3 separate regions of the Mus musculus genome follow, and all the other regions are linked to region 2. The links are chromatin contacts, called in public promoter capture Hi-C maps. All regions are on one chromosome and are shown on one strand. The core of a region is the stretch at or near the end of the contact, and the rest is flanking DNA. Distances in the headings are between cores, read along the strand shown.

Evidence for each region. Promoter capture Hi-C pulls out the DNA fragments that hold promoters and counts their contacts.
Region 1: a promoter capture Hi-C map of hippocampal neurons shows a contact between it and region 2, with 4 times the contacts expected there. The contact joins the enhancer-like site here to the promoter of Grin2a in region 2. A contact is called at or near these places in 1 of 39 promoter capture datasets (hippocampal neurons), 2 of 484 Hi-C or Micro-C datasets (cerebral cortex and cortical neurons), 1 of 115 datasets of contacts at active chromatin or transcription factors (embryonic stem cells) and 2 of 9 other capture datasets (adipose tissue and liver).
Region 3: a promoter capture Hi-C map of hippocampal neurons shows a contact between it and region 2, with 2.2 times the contacts expected there. The contact joins the enhancer-like site here to the promoter of Grin2a in region 2. A contact is called at or near these places in 3 of 39 promoter capture datasets (embryonic stem cells, hippocampal neurons and liver), 3 of 484 Hi-C or Micro-C datasets (cerebral cortex, embryonic stem cells and nephron progenitors), 1 of 115 datasets of contacts at active chromatin or transcription factors (embryonic stem cells) and 2 of 9 other capture datasets (liver and pancreatic islet).

The regions. Positions count from the first base shown.
Region 1 is chr16:10,031,495-10,035,997 of GRCm38.p6, forward strand. No RefSeq gene overlaps it. Among named protein-coding and RNA genes, the nearest start is that of Gm30668, 28 kb to the left of the region's middle. Within about 2 kb of position 2,232, at least 13 of the 459 cell types and tissues checked have an H3K27ac peak or open chromatin away from gene starts, as enhancers often do. A contact at or near this core is called in cerebral cortex and hippocampal neurons, where this site is marked.
Region 2 is chr16:9,994,282-9,998,643 of GRCm38.p6, forward strand. It overlaps Grin2a (glutamate receptor, ionotropic, NMDA2A (epsilon 1)), which reads right to left and starts at 1,532. Exons shown (of 14, transcript NM_008170.4): 1 at 542-1,532. Gm30668 (a long non-coding RNA gene) reads right to left here. Exons shown (of 3, transcript XR_384651.2): 3 at 2,928-3,169.
Region 3 is chr16:9,951,015-9,955,155 of GRCm38.p6, forward strand. The region is part of intron 3 of Grin2a (glutamate receptor, ionotropic, NMDA2A (epsilon 1)); the gene reads right to left. Among named protein-coding and RNA genes, the nearest start is that of Grin2a, 43 kb to the right of the region's middle. Within about 2 kb of position 2,632, at least 14 of the 459 cell types and tissues checked have an H3K27ac peak or open chromatin away from gene starts, as enhancers often do. A contact at or near this core is called in cerebral cortex and hippocampal neurons, where this site is marked.

The DNA.
Region 1 (4,503 bases), core at 982-3,481, 38 kb after region 2:
GGTTAGGGAGCAGGGAGAGGGGGAATAGGATAGGGGATTTTCAGAGGGGAAACTAGGAAAGGGAATAACATTTGAAATGTAAATAAAGAAAATATCTAATAAGAAAAAATCTCTGGGTTACTTTTAATTCCTAACACAAAGTAAATAAAATATAAATAGTTGTATTATTTAAAGAATAGTTATAAAAAATCCATACATTCTCAATTTTCAATCCAAGGTTTATTGAGTTCACGTTTGTGGAACCAGAAAATACCAAGGATTGACGACATGCTTCGCAAATATTTTCTCTCATGATACAGATTGCCTGGTCCTTCTGTTGACTGCTTCTTTGCTGAATCTAGTTCTCCATCTCTATGAGTTCCTTTAATTCTCACCCAAATTCAAGGTGGCATGGAGGTTCACATAGTGTGATGCTTAATTTTTTGACAACTTGACACAAGCTAGAGTCATCTGGAAAAGAGAAACCTCAATTGAAAAATTGCCTCCATCCAAATGGCCTATGAGCACATTTTGGTTAATGATTGATGGGGGAGGGCCCAGTTCCATGTGGGCTGTGCTGCCCCTGGCCAGATGGTCCTGGGTTCTATGAGAAAGCAGACAGAGAAAGCATGAGAAGCAAGCCAGTGAACAATACTCCCCCATGGCATCTGCTTCAGTTCCTGCCTTGACTTCCCCTGGTGAACTGGATCAAGCTGAAAGATAAAATAAACTCTCTCCTAGTTACTTTTGATCACAGTATTTATCACAGCAATAGAAAGCAAATGAGAACAGACTGGGAAATCAAGGTCTGGGGATTTGCCTGCCCAGAGCTGCAGAACCTGCAGCATGAGAGTCAGGACATATATTTGCAACTTCTGGAAAATTCCTGTCATTCTGTTGTGACAGTCATCCTTATCCCCTGGATGCTGACAGATTACCATAGGACAGCTGTGCCTGTAGCATGAGCCTGGGGGCCTGACATGCTGAGTCCAACTGCCTCCATCATTTCTGCCATGCCCTCTCACCTTGTTCCTCTCCACCCTGTTTCCTCTCTACAGCTAACTTGAATTCAAGACAGGAGACAGCAGGTTCCCCCTCTCTCTCCTCCAGAACATGATGCAAATGACCACTGCTCCTTTTCCTGTGAGTCTAGAGCAAAGCTCAGAATCAATCAATCTTTGTTTCTTTCCTTCCTTCTTTCTTTCCTTCCTTCTTTCTTTCCTTCTTTCTTTCTTTCCTTCTTTCTTTCTTTCTTTCTTTCTTTCTTTCTTCCTTCCTTCCTTTCTTCCTTTCTTCCTTCCTTTCTTCCTTTCTTCCTTTCCTCATTCCTTCCTTTCTTCTATCCTCTCTTTCTTCCTTCCTTCCTCTTTCTTTCGACCCTTTTTGAAATGTTGAGGACTGAATCTAGTGCCTGGCGCACACTGGGCAAGAGCTCTGCCACGTCCTTATATTCCCTAGCCCTCCTTTAAGTCTTTACTTTGATACAATGTCACTTGGTTATGCAGGCTAGTCTTGAACTCACTTCATAGCCCAGACAGCTCTTAACTTGCAATCCTCCTGCTTCAACCTTCCTAGTAGCCAGAAAGACAGGCCTGCATCAGCAGGTCTAGCTTCCTTTTACCTGATACAGTGCTCGAAGCAGTTTCTGTCAATCAGGCATTGCCATATGGGATAAAATCCCTTGCTGTCCCCTGACTGGGTGGTGAGGATTTCCAGAGTGGCCCTTGCATCTCTTGAATAGCGTTAAAATGTCAACCACAACAGCAACAACCTAACATACTTCAAGGTAGTGAAGTTCAATGGGGCGTTTCCTCCTTTATCTTACAAGAGAACGTTATGTTTATCATAATCGCCTCTCAGATGAGGAAAGGAAAGCACAACATGTTCCAAGGATGTGGGGAAGGCTGTGCTGCAGCTAATGGTGACTCCAAGTTAGAGCTTGGCTGACAGGATGAGCTAACCACTCTAGGCCCTGCCAGCTCTGCCCCATCTACACCCCAAAATCTCTATGCCCAGGCATCAGTACAGGCATCAGTAAGTAGCCAGCATCTCAGAAAACCTTGCCAAGCATGATGAAACTAACATACCACAGGCCAGAGGGTAGATGGGCAAGATAAGACCGCTGGTCCAGACCCTCAAGGGGAGGGGCTGGGGGAATCTGGTTTCTGACTCAGACTCAACTCCCTGAGCCTGCAGGAGTAACTGCCTCCCTGCCTCTCAGCCTCAGAGTCAAGCCATCCAAGATTATAATTATCCCACATACCCCACCCACGGCCCTGCTTGTCTTAGGAACCATGGCTCACAAGCCTGGGGGCTCCCAAAGCAAGGGGGTGGCTGGGGGCTGGGCAGAAATAGGGCCTCACAGAAATGGGGCCTCAGGAGTTCTCTTAGTCACAGAGCAGAACTGAGGGGGAGCAGACTACAGTCATGGCAGGGGTGGGGAGAGGAGCCATGGGTCCCGGAATCTCCCCGGAAGCTCCTGACTTGTAGGTAGGCAGTCTCCTATGTGTGTGTGTTGCAGAGCACCAGGGGACAGAGGGTCTCTCCCTGGGATACCATAAATAGTGGTGGGATCTTAGACTTTTGGATATTTCTCCTGGCCTCAGTTTCCCTACCCTGAAAGTGACTATACTTAAGTTTGAGGGTGGAAGTAAGCTGGTGGTGGGTCCAGGGCCCTGCCAATGTGTTTCCTTCTAAGGAATATGCTGGTTACACTTGGTTCAAACAGCTCTAGTTCCTTTATCACTTTCACAGCCCAGAGCTTATGAGAGTCACTTGTGACCATAGCCCCTTCTTGCTCCCTGTGTCAAGATGGCTAACAATATTGCCTGGTGCATCACCGAGTCAGAGCACACACTTCAACATCAATAAAACAGCTGGGGTTGGGGCACATTGGTCAGTTGGCAGAGCATTTGCCTAGTATGCCTGACGCCTGGGTTCCATCCTCAGCACTGCATAAACCAGGCATGCAACCGCATGCCTGTAATTCCAGAACTCAGAAAGTAGGAAGCAGGAGGATCGGGAGTTCAAAGTCATGCTTAGCTACATAGTAAGTTCGAGACCAGCTTGTACTGCATAGGACCCTGCCTCAAAAGAGAAGCAGGGAGAGGTCGGGGGAAGGAAGGGAAAAGAGGGAAGGGAAAGGAAAACAAACTGTTTGATCCTTGTTCCTGACCACCCTGAAGACAGTACCCAATAAATGCTAGCAGCAATCTTGTGAGCTTTGCAATCAAATAACCTGAGTTCCAACCCTGCTGCCCACACCTCCACCGCTCTGGTCCCAGGCTCCCTCATCTGTCCAGTGGGAATAGAGGTCACTCAGAGCACAGTAGTTACAACTGTTACTTTGGTTGTCATTTTCCTACGCTTAAAGCTGGCACCTCCTCCATACCAAGCCAGTCAGTAAGATGACCAAGTACCAGTCTTCTTCATTGAAACTACAAGAAGAAACTGGAGGCAGCCCCTTCAGCATCTGTTCAAGAAGTGCACACAGAGTGGCCAAGGACTGAAGTCCAGTTATAGAAAATGGTACAGCCTAGGCCTCCATTTCCTCAGAGAACTGTGTGTTAGGAGACCTCAGCACGGAGAACAGCTATAAGAATCAACAAGACAAGGTGAGCACCTCACTTGGGCCCCACTTTCCAGCAAAAAAAAAAAAAAAAAAAAAGGCATCAGCTACTTCTCTGATAGAGGATTGGGGTAGGGTTAAAAGTTGGGCAGGTGCCTTAATAAGTAAAGAGCTAGCCTTGCAAACATGAGGACCAGAGCTCAATCCCCACATAAAAGCTGGGCATTGTGGCAAATGCATGTGATGTTAGTGCTGACGAGATGGAGGCAGGGTCCTTGCAACTCCCTAGCCAGCCAGTCTAGCTTAATTGATAAGCCCCAGATCTGAGTGGGAGATCCTATATCAAAAAAATAATAATAATAAGGTGGGGAGCTCGTGAGGAAGAACTGTTAAGGCTGACCCCTGGCCTCCGCACACAGATGAACACAGTAGCACATGGTATATGCATGCATACAAACATACATGCATAAATACACACACACACACACACACACACACACACACACACACACACACAGGCACATACCTACACAGAGGGTATTCCATTTTGGACCACCCAATGCAGTAAATAATCTAGCCTGTCTGGGGCTCCCAAATGGTGCAGGCTAATGAGCACAGGGCAAGGATCAAGGGTGCGAAAGTGAGGGAAGGAGAAATGTTCCCTGAGAGCACTGTCTAGCCTGAAAGGAATGGAGTGGATTGGGCTGCCAAGAATCTGTGTAGCTTCCCGAGCATTTCTCTCTGGCCGTGGGCAGCTGCTCTGCACCTCCTTTTAGCCTCACAGATGAGGAAGCAGGAAGTAAGTGAAGCAAGGCAGATTTACAGATGTGAAAGGAACACTTCTGAGCTCAGGGAAGCCATGAACTGAGAGGCTAGGCTCTGCAGCACCAATCACTCAGTTTACGAACCCAATCTCTGACCACTCTCACTTTCCTTGGCCTTCCCACTTGACTGAA
Region 2 (4,362 bases), core at 282-2,781:
GGTCAGCCCACCAGTGCTAAGGGAAGGTGGGGGGAGGGATGCAGTCTGCAGTGCTCACAGCCCCCTTATGCACCCTGGGGGCTCGACCAGAGAGGGAGCTGGAGCTTGGTGCCTATGACACCCTCGGTGCGGGTCTTCACTTCCTGTGGCTGATAACCAGAGCTCCTTTCAGGGACGCACCGGAGAGTGGAAGCCCCAGGTTGGCCACCCACGAGAAGCTTAGTGGGAACCTCCACCCTCACCCCCTACCACCACCTCGGCGCCCGGCTACTGGGAGTTGTGCGACCAGGAGCTGCTGAGCCTGGGGTGGGGGGTGGGGGGCAGGAAAGGAGGGGGCGCTGGCTGAGTTTGCTATGAGCCGGGAGGAGAAGAGGGGGAGGGAAGGACGCGGGCTCCCGCGGTCCCGGATCCCCGAGGGAGGTGTGATCACTCCCACGTAGCGACCCTCTTGTGCGTCCTGCCGCCCCCTCCTATCCATACCTTCCCCCCACCAGCTTCTCACAGGGCCCTCCCAGGCTCGGCGTCCCGCGCCAGCACTCACCGCAGCCTCTCTCCACATAGTTCTCAGCAGTGGCCACCCCTGGTCATCTCCAGGGCTGATTGCTGCCGCCGCGACTCTCAGAGCTCATCCGGCCCCATGCTCAGGCACAGCACCCCAGGAGCCTCTCTCCTAGAGCCCTGGCTCAGCTTTATGCTCCACTCCGGACAGCGGCTGCCAGGTCCTCTGAGCGCGCCTGGACACCCTCTCCGCAGTCCTGCTCCTGCTTGGCGTGCGTGAGTGTGTGAGTGTGTGTGTGTGAGTGAGTGTGGGAGCGCGCGCGCGCGTGTGGCCGGGGATCCCCGCGGTCCCTGGCGGAGAAGGGCGCAGGCAGAGGACCGCAGCTCCCTCCTGGCCCTTTCGCTGAAGGGCCAGCTCCGAGCTGGGCGTTCGGTTCCTCACTTGGTCAGCGGGAGCCCAGGAAAGAGCCTGGCCACCGCGGTTCACAACACTGGAGAAGCCAGGATCCTAGGGCACGCTTCTGCTGCGGTCGCCTAGGAGGATAGAGGAAAGCAGAGGCGCCCACCACAGCAACTTAGGACTTGTTCTCAGCCAGCGAGACGCAACGCAGCAACCCCCGCGCAATCCGACGTTGTTTGGAGCTCTGGTCCGCCTGCAGCCGCCCACCCCGGAGGCGGGCCAAGGCAGACCCCGCAGTCCCTAGGCGGCGACGCGGAGCGCGGCCACCCTCTTCTGGAGCGCACGGCGGCAGCGGAACAAGGCCGACCTAGGTGTCTGGCTGGTGACGGGGGGAGCTTGCGGTGGCGCGCAACCTTGGTGCTGAAACCACGCTCTCCGCCCGCTCCCGGGCGTCTGGTGCTGCTGAAGAATCAATTATTCAGATCTCTGCTACGGATTCCTCCTCCTCCAGTGCCTGGCGCTGGGTGCAGCAATCTCTGTTCCACGCAAGGCACGCCGACACGCACACACCCGCCCAGGATGCTTCTCTCAATGCCTCACCACCCTGATATGGGAACCCACTCTGATGTCAGAGAGCCGGGAGCTTAAAATCAGAAACATATATACTCTCTCCAAGCACAGACACGCGTGCGCGCGCGCATACACACACATACACACACAGACGCGCACCCACAGACACACATACACACTTGCTGCTTCCTTCTCTAAGTTGTTCGAGACAAAACGTAACCCTGTGGTTGCCTCTTCTAAGTCACCAGAACGGATAAGCCAAGAGCCTGGGGCTAACTGGCTGTGAAAACTGACTGGCTCCAATTCTAGCAGCTGGGCATGAGGCTCCTTGTTAGATGTCTACATTTGACCTTTGTACGGTCAGTCACTTGAATCCCAACACCTGTCTCTGCCTTTCTTCCCTTCCCTTGATGCCTCATGTCACCTGGATGTTTATGCTCCAAATGCATATGTTAAAATCCTAAGTATTAAGAGTACTGGCCTCCACAGTGATTAAGTCATAAGAATAGAATTGCATCCGGATCTTTATTTAAAAAAAAAAAAAAAAATCTCAGAGAGCTAGCCAGCTAGCCGGCTAGCCAGCTCCTAGCCCAGCCAGAAGCTGCCCCTAACAAACACAGAGCCTACTTCACCTTGTTCAGAGAACCAACTGTAAGAAACTTCTTGGACTCCTATACTGAGTAGTAGCTTTTGTTATTGCAGGTCTGCCAAACTCAGGAGTCACCCTCCTCCTTTAATGACTGATAATCTGAAAAAGCAGGCGAGCAACAGCAGTAAAAATAAATAAATAAATAAATAAATAAATAAATAAATAAATGCCATTTCTCAGGGTTATTTTGCAATAAAAAGACAATGGTCAAAGATTTAACAAAACCTGACACGTAGTAGGTACCCAAGAAAAAATGAGAGCCCTCTAAAGTAACTCATCCAGGGGGGATCGATATGGCTACAGAAAGGAGCCCCTGGTCCTGGAGACCCGTGGGTTTATTGTGGAGCTGATGTTGTGTGTGGAATACCCTGGGGTTTTACACAAAAGAAAACAAGGAAGCAGACAGAATCTGGACGGTAAAGGAAAAGGGGATGGGGGTGGGCAATGTGATACAACAGAGGCAGAAACTGGAGCAATGGTCCATTTACTGGGGCTGTGAATGGGCTGGACTGAGCCGGGCTAAGCTGGGCCTCTCTCTTGCATGGATATCATGCAAGACTCTGACCTGAGAACTTGAGAATGTTACACTGCCTTAGCTCAGATAAATGCACACCTGCAGCCCCAGCTACTAAGGAGGCTGTGCAGCCTAGGCAGAGCAAGCCCCATCTTTAAAAGCTATCTAGAGAACAAGCAAAGGCCTGAAACATAAATCATAAAGAATGAACACAGTGGGAAAACCAGGCCTAGTGGTGTGGCCAATGTGGCGACCGGGGTGGGGAAATCAAGTGCAGGGTACCCACGGGCAGCAGAGTGAGTTCAAGGCCAGCATGGGCAATTTATTGAGACCTTGCCTCAGAGTGAAAAGTGAAACCAAGGCTAAAGAGGGGGCTCCAGTGGCAGAAACTGTAATCTTGACTTCAAATGCCACATAGTAGCTGTGTTCCTTCTGTTGGCTGCACACAAATGCAACTCAGTGGTCACTGCATTGTTCACTGGCTTGTTCTCTAATGACAATGGATGGCTCAGAGTCTCACCCTTCTCTCTTCAAGTGCCTGGAGAAAAAACAAAAGCCTTTTTTATTCTCTTCTCTTCTTTTCTTTTCTTTCTTTCTTTTCTTTTTTTTCTTTCTTTTTCTTTCCTTCTTTCTTTCTTTCTTTCTTTTTGTACTTTTAAAAAGATTTATTTATGGGAAGAGAGTGTCACATGCCATGCCATGTGGAGGTCACAGGGCAATTTTCAGAAATCATTTGCTCCTTGCACCTTGCCGAGGCGGGGTCTGTCTTGTACTGTGCTGCTGTGTATCTTAGTCTGGCTGTCAGCTAAGCTTCCAGGGGCTACTTTTGTGTCTGCCTCCCATCTCACAGGAAAAGTGTTAATATTCCAGGTTCATACCACCATATCTGCCTTTTTACATTGGTTCCAAGGACAGAACTTGAGTTGTTAGGCTTGTGCGGTTGTGTGGTTAGTAATTTTTCCCATGGGACCATGTCTTTGGTCCCTGTTTATTTGCAATTACTGGATTGCTAGCTTTCTGTACAAATAAACACATTGGTGCCCAGTCTTCTCTAATAAACAGATGTGAGCTGTAGACTGTGGGGCTTTTAAATTTAGCATGCTGGGCTAGAGAGATGGCTCAGCCTCTTCTAGAAGACAGGGGTTCAGTTCCTGGCACCCATGGAAGGCAGCTCTCAATCACATTTAATGACAACTCCAGAGGGTCTAATGCCCTCTTCTGGCCTTCATGGGCATTGCACTCAGGAACACAAACCCACAACCAATATACACAAAATTTAAAGTAAAAATTTAAAATAAAAAAAACTTTAAAAAATATTCATGCTTACCTTATTCTATCAGAACACCAGATGTGGGGCCACAAACACATATTTTTGTTTTTGTTTTATTTTATTTAGGTTTTTTGGGTTTGAGTTTGGTTTTTGAGATGAAGTCTCTCTGGGCGTTGGTGGCGCACGCCTTTAATCCCAGCACTTGGGAGGCAGAGGCAGACGAATTTCTGGGTTTGAGGCCAACCTGGTCTACAGAGTGAGTTCCAGGACAGCCAGGGCTACACAGAGAAACCCTGCTCAAAAAAAAAAGAAGAAAAAGAAAAAGAAAAAGAAAAAGAAAAAGAAAAAGAAGAAAGGAAGGAAGGAAGGAAGGAAGGAAGGAAGGAAGGAAGGAAGGAAGGAAGAGAAAGAGATGAAGCCTCATGTATCTCAAGCTGGCCTAGAACTCACAGATATAATTG
Region 3 (4,141 bases), core at 1,382-3,881, 42 kb before region 2:
CATGCTCAGACAGAGCTGTGGAAGGAGAGGAGCCAATGGATGTGACCACAGTGGGGAGGCAGCAACTTGAACTTGGAGAATCTGTGGACTATGGAGATGGCTCAGTGGTTACAGCTATGAAAGCGGCAAGGGTGAGGACGAGAGCTTGCATCCCTGGAAACCACATAATCCCCAGGAGGTATGACAGTCCAACTACAAGCCCTGAAGCAGGTGAAACCTGGGACTGCTGGAACAGCCCTATGGTGACCTCTGGGTTCAATGAGATAGTCTGCCTCAGTAACCACAGTGGAGAAAAACTGAGGAAAATGCCTGATGCCCCTCTTGGACCTTCTCATGTATACATGTTAACACACATACCCCACAGACATGTATACATGAAAAAATGCCTATCATAGGCAATAATGCTAGAGATGCAACTCAAAGAGCAAGATGGTCCAGAGAAGGCAGCTCCAGACAGAAAGATAAACAACAAAAGCTTCCTCTCCTCTGCAGAACCTACATTAAAATTGCATGTGTTATGAACTCACAGAGACTGTGATGGAATGCACAAGACCTGCACAAGGTCAGACCAAACAAACCCAGCATGAGAAATGGAAGTGAGCACCAACTCCCATCTCTACCCAAAAAGCCATTTACAAGTGATCCCTGCTGGGAGAAGGCAAATGAGCTTTCTTCAATGCAGTGACACTGGGTACATCAACCACATTCAACTGTTCCAGCAAACACAGTAGCTGGCCACCACAAAACAGTGTGGTGTGTGCGCACATTTTTGTTATTGTTTTGGTTTGGGGTTGTTTGTTTTTAAGAGAGAGAGAAAACATTAAGTTGAGCTGGTAGAGGGAGTATCTGGAAGAAGTTGGAACAGAAAAGAATGGGATCAAAATATGTTGTGTCGAAAATTTCAAAATAAAATAGTTACATGTGTGTATGTTTCTATATGTACATATAAAATACAATTGTATGTGCACATGTGTATATATAGAGAGGGGGAGGGAGGGAGGTCGTGACACTATAGAAATGAAACAGTAGAAACAGAGAAGATGATGGAATATATGTAATAGCGCAGCAGCTGAGTCAGGGAAGGAGCTGGGGGAGGGAAGAGACACAGAAAAGTCCAATAGAGGGAAATTAATGACAAAGACATATGAGAACATATATGTATGAAGATGCCTTAATGAAATCCATTACTTTGCATGCTAGCTTCAAATTAACTTTAAAATGAAGATGATGATAAAAGTTCCCAGGCAGAGGAAACAGCAAGTGGAAAGACCCTGCGTTGGTGTCCCATGGGGAATGGGGGTGGGAGGTGAGAAAAGGTCTAAAATATGAGCCAAAGATCATGTCAAGCCTCTCAGATCCCAACAAGTAATGGATTTTACTTCTTAGTGAAATGGAAAGGAAGACTTTAATAAGGATTAATGAAGGTTGGAGCTGTGATTTGTGGTGCTGTTGTTAATCATTTGGGCAGCTGGACCACAAACTGAAGGCAAAACATCAAAGTGGATGCAGACCAGTGAGGTTGAGGTTGACACTGCTCTTGCTGACAGTGGCTTTCAGGAGCAGTTGCATCAAAGATGGAGAAATGGTTCCTAGGTATGTTGTGAAAGTAGAGCTAGCAGCACTTGCTGGTGCAGAGAGAGGGGGGCGGGGGGGGGGGGCAAGCAGACAGAGACAAAGGCAGAACTTGCATTAGTCCTAGGGAGTCGGACCTAATGGCCCAAACCTATAATTCCAACTATTCTGGAGGCTGAGGCAGGGGCATGGCAAGTATAAGGCCAATCTGGGCTGCAAAGAAAATCCAAGATCAACCTGGGCAACCTAACAAGACCTTGTTAAGGGGTGGGGGTATAGCCCACTTGGTAAAATCCATGAAGCCCTGGGTTCAATCCTCTTTATAAAATAGGTACGACCATACCTAGTTTATGAAGTATACCTGTAATCCCAGCACCAAGGAAGTAAAGGCAGGAGGATCAGAAATTCAAGTTATTCTCCAGTATATAGGAAGTTTGAGCTTTCTTAGGTTATGAGAACCTGTGTCCCAAAAAACAATTAATTAAATTTTAAAAATGTAAGGGCTTGTGATGTAACCCAATGATGGAGTGCAATGCTCTGGGTTCAATCCTCAGTTTAAAACAACTGATGAACGTAAGGTTCCTGGATCTGCAGTTTGAAGAGGAAAGTAAAAAGCAGGGTCATTTGCTAAGAGGAAAGGAAGAAGGAGACAAGGATCCAAAGACAAATTAAAGATAAAATGAGACTCATGGAAGATAAACTCTAGGTCACATGGCTGGGGAATGGTTGAAACAGTTTGAACACTGGTGTCCTTAGGATACCAGAGTTCAAATGACAACGCAAGCAACATCGTGAAGCCCTGCTCGGGGAAGAGTTGGGGGAGGAATCAAATCAGCAAACCAGGCAGACTCAGAGCCTGCCACACAGCTGATCTATTTCCAGCGCCCACTCTTGTGAAGGCTACTTGTAGAATCACAGAATTAATAGAATTTCTGAGCTGAGCCGATCCTTAGGCTCAAAAGGGCACCTGCGCCTTTGCAAACATGATTCACAGAGCACCCCTGAGTAGGCAGATGGGTCAGGCTGCTGAGTAGACCTTGCTTTGAATGACGCTCTAGACCCAAACCAATCTTCTGAGCAACCTATTCACTTTCTCCCTGCTGTCAAAAAGGAACAGGACATTATATAAACCTTCCAAAATGCCAAAAGGAGGAATTCTATATTTAACTCCCCTCCCAGCATCCAAATATCACATGATGGAATGCTGAAGATACGATTCAACAATATTGAGTAACAGGAATCTAACCCGAGGGACTTTCTCTCCCCTTCTTTCTCCAGCTTCCCATCCCCAGCCACCCACTGCCTAGCCTTCCTTACTTAGGTTCAAGAGCCACGTTGCTCAGGCAGATCCTCAGGAAAGCAAACTGCTCGGGAATGAAAGGCATTGTGCTAATGCAGTCACCATTAGCACAGGGGGCTACAGACTAGTCCTGGCCTCCTGCCCCCACCCAGTGTTTCTGAAGTGTGGGAATGAAGGTGGAAAGAAGGAAAAGGAGCAAATAGACAGGTATATAAATAAAAAATAAAATAAAAAAACAGTGCCCTATTCCTTGGGAGGCAAATGCAACGGAAGCTCAGCTACTGCGCCTCCATGGCTGGGACTTCATTATAAAGGCGACTAGGAAAAGTCAAGGCTCCAAGATCTCAACTGGAAAGGAGAGAGCATCAGGAGCCCATTGAGAAGCGAGGAACAAGGTGCCTGAACACTCCGACTGACCAGCTTGCAAGCTGCAGAAGATCAATAAATATTAAACAACCACGGAGGCTGGTGGGGAGCTGGTTTTAATGAGGCCAGGAAACAGCATGCACAGTGGATTGTGTGGGGAGGGCCATGGAGATGCTAAGTAGCCCAACTCATCCCTCCAAATCCGGTGTCCACGCCTCCCCTAGGGTGTGTTTGCTAACAAAAAGAAAACAAAGTAACCCAGGAGACACAGCTAGGGAAGCCAGGGATCTGAAGGAGCCTGACTGTGAGGTCCAGGTTACCACCCCAGGCTCTTTGGGTTTAGTATGTTCAAAGTATAGCCATAAATGAGAGAGTTGGTGGGGACCCTAATGCCCCAGAGAGGTTCTGGGCTTCTGGGAAGCCTCAAACACGCCAAGGCTGAAGTAGGAAAGCACTGGGTGCTATAAGCCTACAGAAGAGTGTCTTATGAGCATTTTTTAGGTGTCAGGTACTACCCTCAACATTTTGCCCCGGTAAAATACTTAACCACTACACTGAAGCATCGTATCTCTAGGAGAAAGATGCTGCTCTGCTCCCCACTTATAGGTGAGACAGGTAGGATCCAGAGCGGTGAAATAGCTGATCCAAAAACATGAGCAGTAAGAGTTACAGAGACAAACTTTAGCCAGCTGCGACTGGTTTCTGAATGGTTCAATAAAGCCCCAGTACCATTAAGCAACAATGAGTCCACTTCCCACTACCTCACCATGTCATCTGCAAACCCCACACTGAGATACATCTGTCCATGGCTTTCTAAGCTACCTCTTTCCCTACACCACCCCACCCCCTTCCTTTAAGACCTAGTCTGAAGCTATGAGAACCAGCTGCAGCAAGCCAATTGAA